Regions from separate parts of the Mus musculus genome. Here regions 2 and 3 are each linked to region 1. A link is a contact called in public HiChIP or PLAC-seq and promoter capture Hi-C data. All regions are on one chromosome and are shown on one strand. The core of a region is the stretch at or near the end of the contact, and the rest is flanking DNA. Distances in the headings are between cores, read along the strand shown.

Region 1 (3,686 bases), core at 657-3,156:
CATCCAAGCCCACCCACTGACAGCTCTGCTCTGCCTGAACTCCTCAGCCATCCATAGGCTGCTAATGTAGGAGATCCAAGAGTCTCCCTGACTGCTAGCGAGTCGCAGGAGGGTTAAACTACTATTCATATTCTGCTTCCTAAAGTCCCCTCTTTGGCCCAGACTCCCTTCTTGAGGGACAGGAGGCTTTACATATTTCTCCACCTGAACTGTCCAAAACTGACGTCATTTCCTCGGACCCCTCGTGCGCTCCTCCAAAGCACCCTCCCTATATGCAATCTTTCTCTGAGACGACTGGGATTCCTCAGTGGCCATTGGGCAACTGTCTTCTCCACTCTTCTCGTATGCACACCCCTCCCCGTCCTGATTGTAGCCAGCATGGTATGTCTACACACAAGCACAGTGACATCGTCCACCCAGCTGTCTGTGGTCTATCTCTCTACCTGCTTGATACTAGCCCTGAACTCACTGCTAAGAAGCATGAAGGGAGTTTACAAGCTCGTAAGTCAGCCTGCCTTGCTTTCCCAGGCTAGAGGTAAGAGCCTTATTATCTATCCCTGCAGGCAGAGTGAGCTTCACATTTCCCACAGCTCTTGTTCCTCTAGACGCACCACAGTCCTGGGAGATGTCGCACAGTATTGAGTTTATTCCACAGATGAGAAATGTTGTGTTTAGGGATCCCCAATCTAAAAGGGACATCTATCAAACCTGCCCTAATAAATGAATGGACATGGCCAGAAGATAGATTCCAATATCCCTTCCATGGGCTCATCTCTAAGGGCTTAAATTCCTCCATGTATAAGCTTCAACTCTTAAAATATGCCTCCATCTCCCAGTAACCAAGAGGGTGACCAGGTTTTTAATATATGGACCTTTGGGACACATATCCAACCTACAGCAGTGAGGAAGGCAGAGGATATCCTGTAAACACTGTCTGACTCAACCTCATCGTAGGCACTTTTCATAGGGAGTAAGTTTCTGTGGCTCCAAGTTCCAACTAGATGTGTGTATTTTTTTTTTTCTTAAACTTTTTACCCTCTTTGGAACCTGCTTGTCCATGCATTTCAAAAACATGGCCCCCGTGTGTCAGTGAGGTGGCTCAACAGGTATAGTCACTTGCTGCCAAACCTATGAAGTTGAGTTCTATCCCTAGAACAATCCTTCTGCCCAGCACCTCAGCACGCCGCTGCTGACCCCAAGATAGAATCAGAGAACTGGTTTCTTCAGGTTGTCCTATCCTTTACTTGCTGCAAGCTCAAGGACACAAGTAAAACTTAAAAAGAGGAAGAGGAGGAGGGCACGTGGAATTGGGCAAGCTCACAGCTCTGCCAGCAAACCAAATGACTTCTCTTGATCGCAGGTTCTCCTGGTTAGAAATCAGACGAATGGCGTTCCATTTCTTACATCTGTTGGGGTTAATAAATATATCTTTCCAGCACACAAGACAGCGTGAGCACTCAAAAAACGGTCTCTGCCTTGCACAAATTCTACCCTACCTCATTTGTGGTCTACAAAGTTACTATGTTATTCCCACTAGCCTTGGAAATTATAAACTTGGAAGACTCAGTCCTAAAACCATTGACGTTAATCTGCTTAAGGCTACAAAACCAGCATTTGCATTGCAAACTCTAAGAACGACATTTAGCCCTAGGCCACCTCCCACGTAATAAACACTTCCTTCTGAAGGTCTAAACTGGACTTAGGACCACTACCTCCTGAGGAAAGTGAGCTGCATTATGAAGACCAAGGGTGGCATCAGGTTTTGAGGCAGAAGGGCTGGCCATACAATCTCAGGGCAAGGGCTCAGCACCACGCTGATGCCCCACCTCCTATGCCTTGACTTTCTGGCAACTCCAACCAAAAGCTTCACGTCCGCTGGCCCCCGCCCTGTTAACGTCACGGCCACTTGGTACAGTGCCCCCTAGGGGCCTCAGTTCCTCCCACGAGGAAGAGTCTAGTCTTTCCTGCTGCTGGCCCTTTACTGTGCCGCTTGGCTCTCTGGTGCCTCCCACGCCAGCCCGGGGAAGAACTTGCAGCCGCATCTCGGCGCCTGGGGATAACCAGTCACCCCGCACTCTGCAGCAGCATGAGCGTCCGCCTCCCTCTCCTGCTTCGCCAGCTCGGCCGCCAGCAGCTGCCCTCGGGCCCGGCGTGTCGCCTCCGTGAGCTGTGTCGCTCAGGCAGCAGAAGCAGCAGCAGCGGAGGTGGTGACCCCGAGGGGTTACGCGGGCGGCGGCTGCAGGATGGCCAAACCTTCAGCAGCCATGGCCCAGGCAATCCGGAAGCCCCCGGGATGGACTCCATCGTCAGGTGAGTGTCCTGTTTGTCTACAGGCAGGTCCCTAGCCAGGGACCCAAGGACCCAATGGCACTCTCGGCCGCTGGGAGACCCGAGGGACCGTTCGTAGGGCGGGAAACAGAGAATGCTTGGTTCCGACTTGCTAGAGACGCCTTGCGATTGGCAGAGAGGGCGTGGGGGCGAAGGGGAACGTCCGGAGTATGGGACCCGGTAGATGAGGGCATCCCCCCCAGCCGGCGCGCGCCTCACGGACCGCACGCCCCGCTCCACGTGCACCGCCCGCCTCCGGCTCTGATGCAACCGCGCCGGGCGTGGCGCCGACAGGAAAAGGGCGGTGCGGCCCTGGGCGGGAGAGAAGCAAGGAGGATGGCCCTACAATCCCGCCACTGCTGATGTCCCACTACTGAAGGAGGGGCGGGCTAAACCCCTTGCGGAAGCCCTCTAGGTCTAGGCGTACGGTCCGCTCCGGAGCATCGCTGCTCAGAGAGCACACAGGTTCCGGTGCAGCAGTATCTGGAAAGTTCATTCTATATCCGGTGGTGATCTGAGCAGAGTCATCTGGTCAGACCCTATAGTGAGTTTGCTAGGCCACTGCTGTGCAGAGGCACCTACCTGCAAAGGGCGGGAAAGCCCTTTTCTGCTTTGATTCCCAACTGGGGCTATGGAAACAAATGAGCAAAAATAATCTGCCCCCAGGGGCTGTCACACATATATCCCGCAACAAGTAGTCATTATTTTTACAATAAACTAAACTAAGCTCTACAAACTTGGTGTAATGAGCATGACAGTAAATACTTAAGGTTCAGTGAACTAAAAAGCAGAATTTAAAATGTTACATGGGTACGTTTGTAATAAGGAAAAACGTTCTCACAGTTTTTTGATAAAATCCAACATTTTATGGACACTGACATTTCAATTTCATGTGGTTTTCACGTGCTATGAAGTATCCTTATTTCTGTTTTTCTACCAGTTGTTTAAAAATGGAAGCTCAGGCTAGGGAGACTGCTCAGTTAAGTACTGAGTAAAAGTACTGGCTGGGGGAAACATGAAGACCTAAGTTCCATCCCCAGTACCCATGTGGGCATGGTGGCATACTCTTGACATCCCAGTCCCTGAGAGGCAGAGAAGGTCAGATCGTGAAGCTCACTGGCCAGCCCACACAGCATAATCCAGACCAATGACAGGTCCTGTATCCAAAATTAAAGTGAGCAACTGTTGAGGGACAGCATCCAGAGTTGACCTATGGCGTGTACACACAACACACATGCATCAGAACATGCATCCTTGAATATATAAGTAAAAACATATGTGTGCATGCACGTGTCCTTAGCTAAATGGGTGGCTCTGCTTCAGAACCAGAGGTCAGTGCTTAGGAATCGGATGCCTTC
Region 2 (3,686 bases), core at 368-2,867, 110 kb after region 1:
GTTTTTGTTTTGTTTTGTTTTTGTTTTAGTTTTGAGCATTATAAGATGCTATGTCTTAGTTAAATGCTACGAGTGGTGACCAAAAATATCTCCAGAAACTGCTGAGTTTCCCCTCACCTTCACTAGTGGGAGGGGATGCAGGGACGAATATCACTTCACTCAGGAGGAACTCAATGACATTTTATGGTTTGCAGTGCCATAGGGTGGGTAAAGGCGGGTCAAGCACGAGAACAGCCAGCTCTAAGGATGACACAGGGTAGAATTCAGATTTACCTGCATAAAGTGAATAAATACGATTTCAATACCAAGTGCAAGCCTTTAATCTCAGCACTTGGGAGGCAGAGGCAGATGGATCTCTGTGAGTTTGAGGCCAGCTGGGGCCACATAGTGAATTTTAGGCCTGCCAGGGTTACATAGTATGACCCTGTCTAGGGGGAAGGGGGAGAATTGAAGTATAGAAATCATTTCGAGAAGAAAAGGCCACATCAATATTCCCTCACGGATGGAATAGTGGCTGGTGACAGCCCCACCCAAAAGGACCATAAGCGGTTAATGGTTGCTTCAGAGGAGGTAGTCTTATTCCTAGGTGGTATAGCACTGCTAAGTCACCATTGCTTGTGCAAGCAATCATAATGAAATGAAGTGGGCCCCAAGACAAATAATAAAAATGGTAACAAGACAGGAGGGAGGGAGGCTTGCTGGGAAGGGGTTTGGTGGGAAGGGAAAAGGGGGAGGTAGATAGATAATAGGGAGGAGCAGAATGTGGACTTTGAAAACAGAAGGCAGGCAGAGCCATGCTGCTTGCTCATGGGGCACTTTAGAGCAGATAAGTGCAATTATGGGCTTGCTTTCATCACTAAATGAGGACGTCTCCTACAGGCGATTGCACAGGCACGCCACAGAGGTGTAGAGGCTCAGGACTTGTCAAGTGAGGAAAAAAAGTGAAAGTTTTTCCAAAATTCCGAGACGTACACAATTATTGAGAAGCGTTGTGTCATGGGTCACAAAACATGCAGGAAAGTCAGAGCCACTCCTGTCCAGGCAACAGAGGAGCCCGGATCTACAACTGGGTTCCTCGTCCGATCTCCAGAAGGTGCCTGAGGCTTAGGAGCCAGAAAAAGACTAAGAATGTCATCCTAAAATTCCTCACAGTTCCAGGCTTTTTATGAACCTGTATCTGACAGGACTTCTCTAGAAAAAGGTAATATTAATAAAGATGGTGTGTACTTTGAAATCTGAGAGTTGTCACCCTGTTTCTTCATTGTATATAATGAGCCAGAGATAACATAGGGAAACTTGGCAAATACAAACTCCCTCCTTCAGGGGTGGTGTAGAGAGCACATGGCATGCCTCTGTCGCATTTTTGTGGCCGTCCTGGTCATTCCTTCTCTATGATCTTTACACCAGGACTCTTAAGTGCTCTTGGGGATTGTCATGGCCAAGACAGCTGCCTGCACTTCAACCTCCTTCTGCACCCAGAGTTCCAAGTCCCTCCTAGCCGGGACCCAATGCCCCCGGCCCCTTTTCTGAGCTGCTTGTAGGTTTCTGACATTTGAATCAAGCCATCCTGCAGGATCATGCCTGTGCTTACTCAGTGAGCCCATCCGTCAGCATTTCCTGTTTCCATTCATGCTGTAAGTGAAAGAGCTGTAACAAAGAGATTGCCAAGACAAATCATGGCTGAGGCTTACACAAATAATTTTTATCACAAGCCTCTTTTAAATAGGCAGCCTTCCGAAACCTGCATTCCACGCTTTTCAGGAAAGCCAAGTCATGCTAAGCAAACTCGATTCATGATTTAAGGCTATGTCTATTAAATTCAATATGAGATTGATCTTTGGCTTGGCTCTTGAACCTTCTACTAGGGATAGCAAGTAAGATAAGGGAATAAATTGCTTCTTTTAGGTCACCGTGGAGGTTTTAACTTGTTGGTCATTCTCAGGAAGTCGTGAGGAAGTGAAACCTACAGGAAGAGCAACTTGTCCTTTCTCACAAGGGTGGGCTTCTTATCAAGGCCCATGGGGTGGGGCTAACCCTGCAGTCGTCAATCTCCAAGTTAGTCACTGTTGGTGCCTTAGCAAAGCGCTTCTTGCTTTACTTTAGTAAAGGCTGATCACCCATCAGCTCACCTTCTCCCTTGGCAGCCTGCAGCCTGGAGACAAATGACCTTAGAATGGTCACGTGCTCAGAAAACAGAGCGGCTTTCAAAGCCTGGGAATCTGGCTCTTCCGTTTCCTGCACAGCGTTTTGGCAGCTAGCCTTCCCAGCCGCCGCCCACTTCCTTCCCCTAGCTGAAGCTCTCTTTTCTCCACTCTTGTTTATTTCCAGTTTGTGTCTTAAAGAACGGAATTGATCTTAATTTCTCTATTTAGACACTCGAGGCGATGATCTCATTCATTGTCAGATGCGAGTGGCGTTTACACCATTGCATCTAGGATTAAAATTGTCAAAACAGTTTTGTAAGGAAGAAAGAGGGTAGGTAAGACAGACATGGTTTTCTTCCTATTTTTAATGTCTGTCCTGTTGAGTTGTGACCTTTGCATCGGCTGTTGAATCGCACGCTATTCGTTTATGCACTTTTATGTCAGGGACTGTGTTAGGTGTTAGAGACAGACAAGTAAGGCTGTCCTCTCCTCTAAGGAAGAGCTAGCAGACTGGGCTCATGTGGATGCAAAACTTGGGAATGGGGGCGGGGAAAAACAACAGCAGAGGTGGAAGATGCCCACGAGGACAAGAAGGGAAATTCCCCTGCCTGAGATTCAGGCAACCTCCTAGGATGTAAGCCCTTGGACTGGGGTTTAGATGCTGTGTCTAAGAAGCAGGGAAGGAAAGAAAGGAATTTTCTGGGTGGGAAAGAACAGCAGAGATGATAGTAATATAGTAGGGTTGTTTTAGGAAACTTGGTAGCTAGATGCTACTACAGAATGAGGGGTGTGTGTGTGTGTGTGTGTGTGTGTGTGTGTGTGTGTGTTCCTGCATATGTGCATCTTTGTATACATTTGGGATGTGAATGTGTGCAGAGGTCAGAGGACAACCACAGGTGTCAGTCCTCAAAGTGTCACCCACCTCACCCTTCCCCTTTTTGAAGACACTGTCATATAGGTCTGAAACTGAACAATGAAGGCTACACTGGCTGCCTATCCAGCCCCAGAGATCGACCTGCCTCTGCCTTCCCAGTCTGGGATTATAAACATAAGCTACCATGCCTGGCTTTTTAGAACATGGGCTCTGGGAATCGAACTCACATTCCTATGTTTATGCAAACATTGTACCAAACTGAGTACCTTCCCTGCCCCTGAAGTGTGGGGGGAGACAGAGCAGGGATGGTTTACATGAGCAAAGCTTTAAGGCTTCATGGTAAAGATGATCAGAACTTTTTCTCCTTAAGATGACAGCAAACTTATGAATGGAGGAGAGTGAGGGGACCATGCTGAGAGTTAAGACAGCAGCTGATACTAAGCAGAGGAGTGGTTATAAAAGAAATCCTGTTTCTCTGAGTAGGTATCTGAGGACTTGGTATTTGTGTTACTTACTTTTCCTGCTGCTGTGATAAACTACTGAGAAAAGCAACATCAAAACAAATAGTTCTTCTGGCTCCCAGTTTGAGGCTGTAGTCCACACGGTATGGTGGGCAAGGCTGGTAGCAGGAGTGGGTGGCATTGCATCCACAGTCAAGAAGCGGGGAA
Region 3 (3,686 bases), core at 647-3,146, 88 kb after region 1:
ATCTGCTTCTAGCTTGCAGACACAGTTTTTTACCCTCTAGTAAATCGGGATGTGGTAGTGGAGACAGACCTTTAGAGTCTCAGCAGAGAGTGGGGTGCACTGTGGGAGCCAGGTTCTGTGTTGGATAACAGGAACCTGGAGACAGGCGGGGGCATCTCCTGGACAGGATCTTCTTTGTTTCCTGTCCTACAACATCATGTTCAGTTCTGCTTCTACATCTAGGCAAGGACTCCTTTTGTCTACCCAGAATAATTATTCTAAGATAATGGAATCAACAGTCCATTTAGCCTGACAACAGAGCGGTGTTTATTTAATCAGCTGCATGAATATGTCAGACGAGAGCAGGGCTTCATGAGAATTTTAGAGAAATCACCACAGCGACTGTAATGGCCCCTTTCTATTAGCCAGTGGTTCCCATGGGAGTCCACTCAACCTCCGTGTACCGCCGAAAGGCAGGCTGCTCTTGGGCAGCAAACACAACTCGAGGGTTATTTTTACAAAAAGAAAAAGAACATTGACATTCTACATTTTTAATTATTATTACTATCTCATTTAAAGTGTTTGTAAGAATCTCAAAATTGTGCACAAACCTTAGCTTTTTCTTTCTTGTTTTTATTCCTTTTTTTTTTTTTTTTAATTTTCTTTGACAATTTTCAGGTAAAGACTCATGTCTACTTGAAAATGTGGACCTGGAACTGTACATGCTCATAGCCAAGGGCTCTTATAGCCAAAATAGCCACAGCCACAGAAGTTCATGGATAGACTCTGAAGGTCTACTGCCCCCTCCTGTAGTTAAATACTGATAAAATAGACCAGATGTCATGGCATATGCTTGTAGTCTTAGAAGGCCAGCCCACCCTAGTCTCAATGACTCAAGCATCCTCCACCTAAATCAATGAATAAATCAACTTAATTATGATGCGATACCATGCTAATACATCTTAATATGTGTAGTAATAGGTTGTGTTTGTATCTCCCCCAATCGCCCACTTCCTATTGCTGTAGTGCAGTGCCGCAGACTATGTCTTAAAAGAAGTCCGATTGGACTTTTGTTCTTAGTGTGGGTTGGCTGAGGACTCACATCTTCTGAGGCCCTTCTGGCTGGCAGAGTTGTGAGGCAACAAAAAAACACACAAGAGTCAGAGAGAGAATATATGGGTGTGCATGCTGTGTGTGTACACGCACATGCATGAGTGTGGGGTATGTATATGTGCATGCATAGGCCTGGAGTCTGTGGATGTGTGTGCATTGCATGGATATGAGGTATATGTATGTGCATGTATGGGTATGGGGGTGTGTATGTGCATGCATGGAGTGTGTGTATCTGTGTGTGCACATGCATGTGTGTGGTATGTATGTATGAATGCATGCATGGATGAGGGATGTATGTACATGTATGTATGACTATGGGGGCTGCACATGCACTCATCTGTTCTTCTCTCTCCTTTTTTAAAGTTTCTTTGTTTTTTCTCTGGGTTTTTTGGGGGTGTGGGGCTGTTTCTTGCACATGTGAGTGGAGATGACTTAGCAGTCCAGAAGAGGGCATCAGATCCCATGAGCAACAGGTGGCTGTGAGCACACATGATATTGGTATTGGGAACCAAACTCAGGTCCTCTACCAGGGCAGCACACCAGAGCTCTTACCTAAGGATCCATTTCTCCAACCCAGGAGAGCTTTTTAAGACAGGGCCTCAGTTAGTAGCTTTATTTGGCCTGGAACTCACTGTGTACACTAGGATAGCAGAGACTCTCTGAGCTCTGCTTCCTGAGTCACAGCCACCGCCCCATTCCTCTTCTCAAAAGCCCGCCAGTATTCCATTACAAGACACCCACCCTGCTGGCCCCATTGAATCCCCACCAGCTCTGAACACCAGAGCTGGTGTCAAGCAGACTTCACCCTCTCGTGCCTCATAGCGTCTATTTAGATCCAATGGGAGTGCAGGGAGGAAAAAACAGTGTTCTGATACAGCACTCTCCTACCGGGAAATGTCTTTCTGATGGATTGCTGAGTCAAGGTCACCTTGGGTACCACTGACTTTAGGCATCTTTCTTTTGACTTTATCCCTTGTCCTTTAAGACGCTTGTAAATCTTGCCTCTTGAGTTTCAGAGGAATCCACTGAGTAGTTACACCCAGCTTATTCTCGCCATCTGTTTTATTGCAATGAAATGTTAAATACTCCATCATTTAGGTAGAAGAAAGCCAGACCAAACTAAACATTCCTATAATTTCATCCACCCTTTAAAAAAAAAAGATCTGAGATCTGAGTTGCAATAGTGTCCAGCTTCTGAGCTGAGGTTCCTGGAGCTCACCCTGTTGACATCTAAAACTCTGCTCTTGGTCAGGGGCCTCATTCTGTTATGAAGTTCATTCTTGGGTCTTGAGTAACCCTATACATAATCACGTCAGGGGTAAGAACTGCATTATTAGCAATCTGGCTGGAGGGGACATGCAGCCCCAGCCGCCGCTGAGTCCAGGGAATGGAGTTTTAGCAAAGCCACACTGTGGGGATGTTGGTGTGTGGTGTCCCTGGATGTCTGTATCCTGCAGCTCCTTGCCAACTCCCGTTCTCCAGCCCCTCTGTGCTGACCTCTCCCTTCTATGCATGCTTCTATACAGACTGACCTCTCCCTTCTATGCTTCCATACAGACTGACCTCTTTGTGGTTTAATTGTGCTTTTAGTTTCTAACAGGTAGTCTTCAGCCTTTGAAAAGAAAAAAAGAAAGAAAGGAAGCAAGGAAGAGAGGGGGAAGGAGGGAGGGAGGGAGGAAGGAAAACACTGAGAAAGACAGACAGACAGACAGACAGACAGACAGACAGACACTGAAGGAGTCCCAGTGGTAAAGTGCTTTTCTGGCATAGTCAAAGCTATAGGTTCAACCCCCAGCACAAAGGAATAACAAAGGCTAGACAGATGGCTTGATGGTTAAGAGTCACTGCTGCTCACACAGAGGACCTGGGTTCAAATCCCAGCACCCACATAGCAGCTCACAACTATCTGTAACTCCAGTTTCAAGGATCTGATGCCCTCTTTCTGGTATTAGTGTGCACCAAACATGTGGTGCATATACATGTACACAAACACTAATACATGTAAAAATGGAAAATAAGTAAAGAAGATTGGAATCTTTTGGTTATCTGCTACTTGGGAAAGTCTTCAGACTAAGTTACCCGATCCCCATGTTCCAGTCGATTTCCCCAAGTCTTGTTAGTTTGTTTGTTTTGGGTTTAGGTTTTGTTTTTTGAAATAGGGTTTCTCTGTGTAGCTCTAGCTGTACTATAACTTGTTTATAGATCAGACTAGTCTCGAAATCAGAGATCTGCTTGCCTCTTTGTCCCGCATGCTGGGACATACACACACACACACACACACACACACACACACACACACACACACACACACACGCATCTCTAGCTTCATCACATCTTAATGTGCTGTTTGTGTGTGCTTTAGGTTCAAGGGTTGATTGTTATAAGACAGATAGAGCTAGCCTGGAGATAAGAGTCCATGGCAGAGTCTAGCATGGCTGGGGCCTTAGAGTCAATTCCCAGCACTCGAAAAGAAGGCAGAGACATGAGATGTGATCAGAACCTCTGTGACTTTGCTGCTGTGACTTGAATCGTTGGCTGCCTAATTCCTCTTAGCAACAGTCTTGGGAGGTAGAGCCTAGTGGTGAATGGATTAA

What was found. Promoter capture Hi-C pulls out the DNA fragments that hold promoters and counts their contacts. HiChIP or PLAC-seq counts read pairs in DNA pulled down with a chosen protein or histone mark.
Region 2: a contact with region 1 is called in a promoter capture Hi-C map of liver, with 1.6 times the contacts expected there. The contact joins the enhancer-like site here to the promoter of Mthfd1l in region 1. A contact is called at or near these places in 3 of 39 promoter capture datasets (embryonic stem cells and liver), 3 of 115 datasets of contacts at active chromatin or transcription factors (embryonic stem cells, memory CD8 T cells and pancreatic cancer cells) and 1 of 9 other capture datasets (embryonic stem cells).
Region 3: an H3K27ac HiChIP or PLAC-seq map of embryonic stem cells shows a contact between it and region 1, with 7 read pairs. The contact joins the enhancer-like site here to the promoter of Mthfd1l in region 1. A contact is called at or near these places in 1 of 39 promoter capture datasets (embryonic stem cells), 2 of 484 Hi-C or Micro-C datasets (embryonic stem cells and induced pluripotent stem cells), 2 of 115 datasets of contacts at active chromatin or transcription factors (embryonic stem cells and pancreatic cancer cells) and 1 of 9 other capture datasets (embryonic stem cells).

The regions. Positions count from the first base shown.
Region 1 is chr10:3,971,169-3,974,854 of GRCm38.p6, forward strand. It overlaps Mthfd1l (methylenetetrahydrofolate dehydrogenase (NADP+ dependent) 1-like), which reads left to right and starts at 1,907. Exons shown (of 28, transcript NM_172308.4): 1 at 1,907-2,310. The coding sequence starts at 2,087.
Region 2 is chr10:4,077,829-4,081,514 of GRCm38.p6, forward strand. All of the region lies in intron 20 of Mthfd1l (methylenetetrahydrofolate dehydrogenase (NADP+ dependent) 1-like), which reads left to right. It overlaps Gm40591 (a long non-coding RNA gene), which reads right to left. Exons shown (of 5, transcript XR_003948987.1): 4 at 3,534-3,686; 5 at 1-273. Among named protein-coding and RNA genes, the nearest start is that of Gm40591, 9.6 kb to the right of the region's middle. Within about 2 kb of position 1,618, at least 145 of the 459 cell types and tissues checked have an H3K27ac peak or open chromatin away from gene starts, as enhancers often do. A contact at or near this core is called in liver and memory CD8 T cells, where this site is marked.
Region 3 is chr10:4,059,350-4,063,035 of GRCm38.p6, forward strand. The region is part of intron 20 of Mthfd1l (methylenetetrahydrofolate dehydrogenase (NADP+ dependent) 1-like); the gene reads left to right. Among named protein-coding and RNA genes, the nearest start is that of Gm40591, 28 kb to the right of the region's middle. Within about 2 kb of position 1,897, at least 7 of the 459 cell types and tissues checked have an H3K27ac peak or open chromatin away from gene starts, as enhancers often do. A contact at or near this core is called in embryonic stem cells and induced pluripotent stem cells, where this site is marked.